Linked DNA regions of Macaca mulatta: region 2 is linked to region 1. The links are chromatin contacts, called in public Hi-C maps. All regions are on one chromosome and are shown on one strand. Each heading gives the region's core, a stretch centred on a gene start, on an enhancer-like site or on the middle of the called end of the contact. The rest is flanking DNA. Distances are from core to core; before and after follow the strand shown. Region 1 holds the start of TMEM9B (TMEM9 domain family member B). Region 2 holds the start of RPL27A (ribosomal protein L27a).

What was found. Hi-C and Micro-C count contacts between places; a contact is called where the count stands out from the background.
Region 2: a Hi-C map of liver shows a contact between it and region 1, with 3 times the contacts expected there. The contact joins the promoter of RPL27A here to the promoter of TMEM9B in region 1. A contact is called at or near these places in 4 of 14 Hi-C or Micro-C datasets (CD4 T cells, fetal cortex germinal zone, fibroblasts and 1 more).

What each region holds. Positions count from the first base shown.
Region 1 is chr14:56,563,239-56,567,580 of T2T-MMU8v2.0, reverse strand. It overlaps TMEM9B (TMEM9 domain family member B), which reads right to left and starts at 1,856. Exons shown (of 5, transcript XM_015114906.3): 1 at 1,482-1,856.
Region 2 is chr14:56,836,737-56,841,078 of T2T-MMU8v2.0, reverse strand. It overlaps RPL27A (ribosomal protein L27a), which reads left to right and starts at 1,975. Exons shown (of 5, transcript NM_001193567.1): 1 at 1,975-2,021; 2 at 2,404-2,467; 3 at 3,171-3,246; 4 at 3,880-4,054. The coding sequence starts at 2,019. LOC114672525 (small nucleolar RNA SNORA3/SNORA45 family) reads left to right here and starts at 3,390; the gene lies at 3,390-3,519. It also overlaps a transcript of AKIP1 not described here.

The sequences.
Region 1 (4,342 bases), core at 607-3,106:
GTTTCCCCCCAATGATGAGCTAGCTCATCAAAGAGGAAGCACAGGTATGCATGGAGCTAGGGCAGGCCTGGAGAGCTGGGGCACCAGAGAACGGCATGAGGGAACTAGAAGGTCAAGAAATCGAACCAGGGAGGCCACAACCTCACCTCTGTTGCAGTTTGGTTCTTCCATTACCCACTAAATTATCAGGAAGAGAGAAAGCAAGAAAGGGACCAAGGGACTCGTGGAGGGAGTTAGGTGAGAATATGAAGCAGGTGAGAGATGCTCCGTAGGTCCTATGGGGAGGGAAGTAGGCCAGGAGGGGCAAGTTCCCACCACAGTAAGGGAAGTGTTCAGGGTGAGCTGAACTGAGCCGGCCCTTGACAGGGAAGCCTTCGGTCAGATGCGGGCTTCCTATCATTCTGGGTTGGGGCATGCGAGGCCTGTGAGGCTGGCCCGGAGGGCGCAGGTGGACTGTCAAGGGCTTAGGGTGGAAAGTTAAAGGCTCTCGGAGGTGAAAAGGTTGTCAAGTGTAAGGTGCGTGCAGACGGGGCTGGGAAGGGAAATGTCAGGGCGGTGGGGGCTGCTGTCCGGGCTGTGGGCACTGTCGGGGCTGGGGACGGCCGTGGGGCGCTGACTACCTGGCTGTCGGGGTTGAGGGCGGGAGTGCTGCCGGGCAGTCGGGAGGGGCGCGGCTGGTGGCAACGGGGGTTTGCCGGAGCTGTGAGGCTAGGGGTATGGCTGTCAGGAATGGGCCGAGCAGCAAGTTGGCAGACCCAGTTTCCGCAAGGCCGGTGGCAGGGGAGGAGCTTCCGTCAGGAGCGAGGCTGGGCGGGACTCACCTTGGCGGCGTCTGACAGCTGCGCCAGCAACAGCACGGACAGCGCCAGGCACGACAGGCTGAGCAAAGAGCCAAGCCGAAGAAGGCCTCCCCACAGGGTCGCCATCGCTGGGGGCCCAGCGGTCCCACAGCCCGGAGCCCCCGCGACCGGCTCCCGGTTCGGGCTCGGGCTCAGGCTCAGGCTCGGGACCCGGCTGGGGATCCTCCGCCCGCACTTCCGTCTGGACGCGAAGGCGTCACCGCGCGCGCCGGGTCAAATGCAAAAAGCCCCGGAAACGGTTCCCAGTGCGAAGGGCAGGGAGGCTGGGATATCGTGGTGCCCGTCCTGGCCTCCCCCAGGCCCCAGGGAAGGGGGCCTCTGGGGTGGCAACCTGGGCCCAGTAGGGCTTTGCAGCTCTTGGATATCTTCCCCGGGCGCAGAAGCTGCCGGGCTTATGGAGTCGCCATTGCGCTGGAAAGTCCTCCCGCCCACGGAGACCCCAACAAACTCCAAGTGTCACACAGGGCCCTTCGGCGGCCCGTGCGGGCCGGAGCTGTTCGCGCAAAGGCAGGGCGGGTGCTGAGCGTGGAAACGGGGCTGGAACTGGCCAAGCCATGCTTTTCCGGGGTGCTCTCTCCCAGTCAAAAGGTTGGGGGTGGTCTCTGCACTTCCGGTACTAACCTGCCGCCCACACGCTTCCTGGCCACAGCACCCCGTCGGCTTTCTAAGTCTGTGAGCGGCCTTCGTGGGCGTGGCCTCCCTGTGGAGCTCCCGGTGTGCCTCCCGTTGGTCCAGCCTGCAGCTAGGAAGTGGGTCACAGCGGCGGGGCTGGGCTGGGCCGGGGCAGGCTCCGGGAGATGTGGAATTGGCGACACAACTGCCCCAGCAGTATCCTCCGCCTAGGACTCCAAGAGGTGGCGAATTGGGGCGCCACGCCCCGGTAAGGCAGTGCTTGTTCACGGCTGCCGACTGGCCTCCCCAAGGCTGTCATTCTCAGCGAGTACTTTAGGAGTACCTTAGATCGGCACATTCTCCCATTGAAACATTTTTGTTAGTGGAGACAAGGGAGATAGTGGCAAGGATGCAGGGATCATCACAGCCACTAGGGATTTGTTGAATGACCTTGGGCAAATCACTTCCCTTCTCTGGGCTTGTAGTTCTTGGCTCAATATGAGGGAATAGATTTAAAATTATGCCCCCTGTAATACCCCTGTTTTTACCTCTAAGAACAGATTTTTAAAGATGGTCTTTTCCTAATTTGTGGAAATGTTTTAACAGAATGCTCTGAATATTTTTCGCCCATGTGATTCTTAGATTCATGTGAATCTAACACAAGAAGGTGTCTGATATTGTTCCCAACAGGAACCAGAGCGGCAGGGCTAGATATCCTCTCACGAGACTGCCCTGTGAAGGTGCTGTCACTTTTGATGAATTATCAAGACTTTGTAGTGGGTGTTCTACTGGCCAAAGGATAAACTGGAGACTCCCTGGGTCGAATGTGTTGGTGAGGCACTGAATCTGATTGCTGAAAGGTGATTCAGCTGCACATTAGGCATCAGTTTAGGGTTGTCTAGGCTTGGCATCTAAAGGGAGTGCCTGCTGTACCTGAAACCTCATAGGTCTTCTCTTCCGAATTGTTTTCAAGGCCTTGGGGGTACAGAGGCTTAGAGAAAATACATAGTTGTGCCTCAGACTGATGGGCCTCATCTGTTTAATGGAGAAACACCAACCACGCTCAGTCTGGGCAGCATTTTAGAGCTCCGTGGTATAACCACTATCTAGCTACATGTGGCAATTGAGCATTTGAAATGTGGCTAGACTGAATTGAAATGTGCTGTATAAAATACACACTTAATTTCAAAGACAGTATTTTTAAAATGTAAAATATTTCAAAAATTTAAAACTATGGTTTAAATATTTTAGATATATTGGGTTAAATAAAATATATTAGTAAAATATTTCACTTGTTTTTTGACCTCTTAAATGTGGCTACTAGAAAATGTTATAATGCTGTTAGGAAGTGCTGTTCTAGAATACAGAATGTGGCTGCCCTGACTGGAGTGTGACTATGAGATAGTTGCCTGACTGGAGACAATGAAGGCTCAGGCCAAGGTAAGGAGAGGGCTGACAGGGAAGAACTGGCACAACTAGAGCCGAATGTTTGGGGGAGGTATATGTCTGCCAAAAAATGAATATAATTTCAGGTGACTCAGTCGAAGTGGAGGGGTCAGTTTCTCTTGTTCTGCCCTGCTCATATCTAGATAACTCTTACTTTTCCTTTAGGTCAGGGGTCTTCTAAGCCAGAAAACCTTCCCTGACTTAAGTGCACTCCCTTCTATGTTTGCACAAATCTCTTTAACTTTACCTCATTATAGTAAAATTATGTTTTCACATTTTGCCTTTATACTCAAACCTCCACCAAAATATTGTGAGCTCTCTGAGGGTAAGGACTTTGTCTTATTATCGTTATACCTGGAGACAGATTAAAACAATACAGTGTTTGTGGGGACCAGGGAAAAGGGGAATGGGAGAGGCTCCTCTGGTTAGTCTAAAAGAAAAGTATCAGGCACCTACTTGAGTCCTTATTTGATTTATTTCTGACCATGAGAGGGGTTGCTGAGATGTCCAAAGATGTGCAAATGGCAGGATCTGGCGCACCATAGTAGGCAGGGGAGTGAAGAGTTCTGACCTCGGGTCTTCCTAGACCTTCAGGTCACACGGGAGTTGTTCTGTTTATAGACAGCACTGTTCTTAGTACCCTTCTTCCTCTATTTTCCTTGCTTCCTTATAACTAAGTTTCTCTACACCCTTCCTCAAAAAGAGTGACGTAGGTCCAGGTGTACCCTCCCACCTGGCCTGGGTCCTCTCACTTCTTTGTAAGGCCTGAAAAATTCCCTGGTGGGGGATGGTTAGAAAAGGAAGAGGAACCTTCTTTGTAAGTGTGGAAGTCAGAAGGGGAGGGAGCAAAGTGACAATTTATGTATCTGGACAAATATATCTTGGACCAGGTTTTGCATCCCCCCATGCCCTTTCCCCTCCAGTGATCAAATAGCTCTCTGGATGCCCCTTAATTCTTTCATCCTATCCATTCTGATCTACCCAGCACTTGCCCAGGCAACACCAGTCCAGGAGAACAAATGGAGTTATGCACAGCATTGGTGATTTCCTTGTATTGTGCCTCCAGTGGTTATGGCTGCAGACACACACATCCTTCCAGTTATTTCTGAACATACTCTGGAAATGTCTTATGAGCTCTCTTCTTCATTGTGTGCACCTGCTAGGATGCTCCCTCCTACTCAGCCCTGTTTAGTGGGATTTTTCAGCCTACTGTAAAGCCTACTGCTGCCTGTAAAGCCACCTAAGTGCATCACTTGCTGGTGTTCACCATGGTAACAACAATGTATGGGGACAGAATATGTTTCTAGAGCTGCTGGTGCCACTACTTCTGACAAGTTACTGGGGTCCCTGAAATAAAACACCACAATGCAGGTGAGTACCAAAGTGGGGAGAATTTTTAGTTCCTTTTAGAGGTGCTAAATCAG
Region 2 (4,342 bases), core at 726-3,225, 270 kb before region 1:
GGACAAGGACAGAAGGCTGAGGAACATCAACATTTAAATGGTGGACAACGCTGGAAGAATCTGAAAAGAAGACTGAGAAGTAACCAAAGAGCAGGAGGAAGGCAAGACTTTCTCTAGAAAAAGACGTCAACAGATTAAAGTACAACAGAAAGAACAAGTGGTATCAAGAATAGGAAGAGTCCAATTTGGCAACTGGTTCATTAATGGCATTAGAAAAAGCAATTTCATTGCAGTCACAGGCTGTGAGCTAGATTGCAGAGAACAATGGATGGGAAGGTGCAAATGGGCAGGATTTGTAGACTACTCTTTTGGGGAGCTTGGCTGTAAAGGAAAGGGCAAGGACATGGGAGAATTTTGGATTTTTTTTTTTTTTTGAGATCGAGTCTGGCTCTGTCGCCCAGGCTGGAGTGCAGTGGCGTGATCTCGGCTCACTGCAAGCTCCACCTTCCCGGTTCACGCCATTCTCCTGCCTCAGCCTCCCGAGTAGCTGGGACTACAGGCACCCGCCACCTCGCCCGGCTAATTTTTTGTATTTTCAGTACAGACGGGGTTTCACCGTGTTAGTCAGGATGGTCTCGATCTCCTGACCTCGTAATCCGCCCGCGTTGGCCTTCCAAAGTGCTGGGATTACAGGCGTGAGCCACCGCGCCCGGCCAGAATTTTGGATATTTTTATATTTTAGCTGAAGGGGGCAAGAGAAATATAAATAAATACACACTCACGCTCACACATACACACAGGGAATAACTGAGGGGATGGGATTTTAAAAATTTATTTCATTTTTCCCATGGGATCTATTAATAGACTAGCGAGGGGATGGGATCTTGAACACTGGCTGAAGTAACCGACTTAGAAGACACGCTGCTATTAGCGAAGACAGGGAGGTGAGGGTAAGTTCATTTATTCACTCAACAATCACTAGTGGAGTGTGGATAAAAGAAAACCGTCCTTGACCACATAAGGAATTAGGTCTAGTAGGGAAGACAAATGTAGGTCAATAAATTACATAAGGGCTGTACTAGATTGTACGGTGGTACAGGTGGGGAAGCGAGGAACTATGTCTGCATTGTGTCCAGGAAAGGGTCACAGGCGTGTTATGTAGATTCTGGAGAAAATTCAAAAACAGCATTTATTTTTACTTATTTACTTTTGTATGTAGAGACAAGGGTCTCACTATGTTGCCCAGGCTGTTGTTGAACTACTCGCCTCAAGCAATCCTCGCGCCGCGACCTCCGAAAGTGTTGGGACTACAGGTGTAAGCCACCGCGCCTGGCCTAAATGTGGCATTTAGAAAAAGTATTTACAATATCTGCACTAAAAGAACCATAAAGCAACCAGGCATCTAAGTCCCTGAGCCGATTTAAGTTGCTCAAACCTGAGAGGACAACCAAATGATAGCAGAAGGGCAAAAGAGAAAGGAAGCCGGAGTGCCCACTCAGGAGTGTGAGCGGGAGGAGGCATTTCGGGAGCCGCCCGAGCTTCAGAAAACGGAGCGAGACACCAGTTGGCCATACTGAGGATTAAACAGGGCCTCGCGGTTCCGCACTGCGGCCGGGAGACAAACCAGCCGCCACTCTCACCAGCCCCGAGCAAACCACTAAGAACTGGGGAGGCGCGCGGGGCGGCTCAGGGCTGGCGCATTTGGTGAGGAGCTTGATACCGAGGCCCTTAGGGTCGGCTTAGGCGGTTCCCTGGTCCAGGCGCCAGAAAAGGGGCCGGCTCAAGCAGGCATGGGCGGCGTGCAGTACAGCACACCTAGCCCCGATTCTTCAACAGTTCTCGTCTTCCGAGCCTGTCACAGCCGGCTTCACCGAGACCGTTCACCCCCACCACAAGATTTTGTGAAGGGTATCACCACTCCGAAGAGGCGACTAGGAGACGCGCAATCCCGCGAGACCAAGAGGCCCCGCCCGAAGCCCGGCCTCTGTGACCGGAAGTGAGGCACTTGGCCCCGCCCCCCGTGCCCGATACCTCGCGAGACTTGGCGAAGGCCTTCCTTTTTCGTCTGGGCTGCCGACATGGTAGGTGTTTCGCTTCTTGCCTCCTCTTCCTTGCCGGCGGGGACTCCTAAGCTCATTCCCATTGCCCCTAGTCATCCACTCTCTACCATGGTCGGGGCTTCCAGGCTGCGCATGGCCGCCTGCAGGGCAGGGTGGCCGGCGCGGGCGCGGGGCGGTGCTCCCGGAGCCGTCTGTTAGGCCCGCGGTTCAGATCTCTAGGACACGCGGCCTCCGGCGCTACCGTGGTGAGCACGGCCCTAGGCCGATCGGTACCCTCAGCTTTACCGAACGCTCAATTAGTTGGGTCCTTGATCCACAGGCTTACAGGCCCATCTCACAGCTGGCAGGCATCGCCCCCTGCCCCTAATTCCTTAGGCCTTACCACCAAGCTTTTTCCACACAGCCATCCAGACTGAGGAAGACCCGGAAACTTCGGGGCCACGTGAGCCACGGCCACGGCCGCATAGGTGAGTGCCGGCTTCCCTTCGGGGTGGGCCTTGGGCTCTCTTCGGGTGCTTAGCTAGTCTGGAGATCGGTAGCCTATAAGAATAAGACCTTTTTGTGGGGTCAAGTTGGACAGCTGTTGATTTTTTTCTGAGGATCCTGTAGTAGTCCAGTTCTAAGGAATTTCACATCAGTGGAGTAATAGGAATTGAGCAGGCACGGTGTTAGGTTAGTTGAAGACGTGGAGTACTGTGGGAATGCTGTGATGTGGAACCTGAAAAGATGTTTCACCCGGAATCCTGAAGTAATCGCATTGCTGAAACCGGCATCGGTAGGGTAGGAACAGCGTAAGCGGGACACAGACGTCTGGGGAAACGCTCGGCTTTTGTACGAGGAAGTATTGAGTGGCATGAGAAGGCTGTGTGGTGCATGTAGCTTTTTTGGGGGGGGCGAGGGGGAAAGACTGATCACTGTCGCCCAGGCTGGAGTGCAGTGGCGAAATCTCGGCTCAAGCGATTCTCCTGCCTCAGTAGCTGGTATTACAGGTGTGCGCCACCACGTCCGGCTAGTTTTTCTATTTTTAATAGAGTCGGGGGTTTCTCTGTGTTGGCCAGGCTGGTCTCGAACTCCTAACCTCAGGTGATCCGCCCGCCTCGGCCTCCTAAAGTGCTGGGATTACAGGCATGAGCCATCACACCGGCCCAATGTAGCTTTGTATTCCTGCAGGCAAGCACCGGAAGCACCCCGGAGGCCGCGGTAATGCTGGTGGTCTGCATCACCACCGGATCAACTTCGACAAATAGTAAGTGTCCTTGGACTGCTTTTGACACAGCTTGGGAGGTAGGGGCAGAGAGAGGGCTGGCTTAAACAAAAAGTTTAGAAGCAAGCCTTGCCTACTGCTGTTTTTTTACCAAGTTAACACTTCGTGTGAACTGAGAACCTGTCATCGAGGCTAGAGTCACGCTTGGGTATCGGCTATTGCCTGAGTGTGCTAGAGTCCTCGGAGAGTAACTGCTGATCTTATTCACTGGCTGTGGGCCTTATGGCACAGTCAGTCACCAGGTTAGAGACATGCTTCACATTCACCTACTCACAAACTAGTGGATGATAAATTTTGGCTATTCGGAAGACCTTTATTATAGGAGTATGTCGATTTTCCATAGAGTGCTGTTATGTGGCTTGAATTTTAGTCTCAGCCCTGCCTCTAACATTGTGAGTGGTTTATCCTGGTTCCAGGAAATAAGACTAGCCTTTTCCTCATGATAGTCTTTGGTGGTTTTTAAAACCGTTGTTTAAGTCAACAGATGTATCATGTGCCTGACACTGCTCTACATCAGTGAACAATTTACACTGTAATGGGGGAGGTAACTATAAAGATGATAAACATAGCATCTTAATTGGAGTGTGTATGAAGGTGGTTGTTATCTCTTCCTAGCCACCCAGGCTACTTTGGGAAAGTTGGTATGAGGCATTACCACTTAAAGAGGAACCAGAGCTTCTGTCCAACTGTCAACCTTGACAAATTGTGGACTTTGGTCAGTGAGCAGACACGGGTGAATGCTGCTAAAAACAAGACTGGGGCTGCTCCCATCATTGATGTGGTGCGATCGGTAAGTTAATTGGATGTTTTTCTATACTTCCATACCTTCCCTTACAAAAACTCTGGCTTAATCTTAAAACCTGTACTTCCCAGTTACCTACCAGACATCGATTCTTCCTGTGGTAGAATTATCATAGGTATTTCCCTGTCAGTAACAGTGCCTACTGTCACTGCCCAGGTTGTATCAGGTTTGCATTTCGTGCTTGAACTATAGCTGGTTCTGATCGAGCACAGCTCTTGGCCCTTCATGTTCCCCAGATAATAGAATCCTAATACGTTCCATCGATATTCAGTGCTG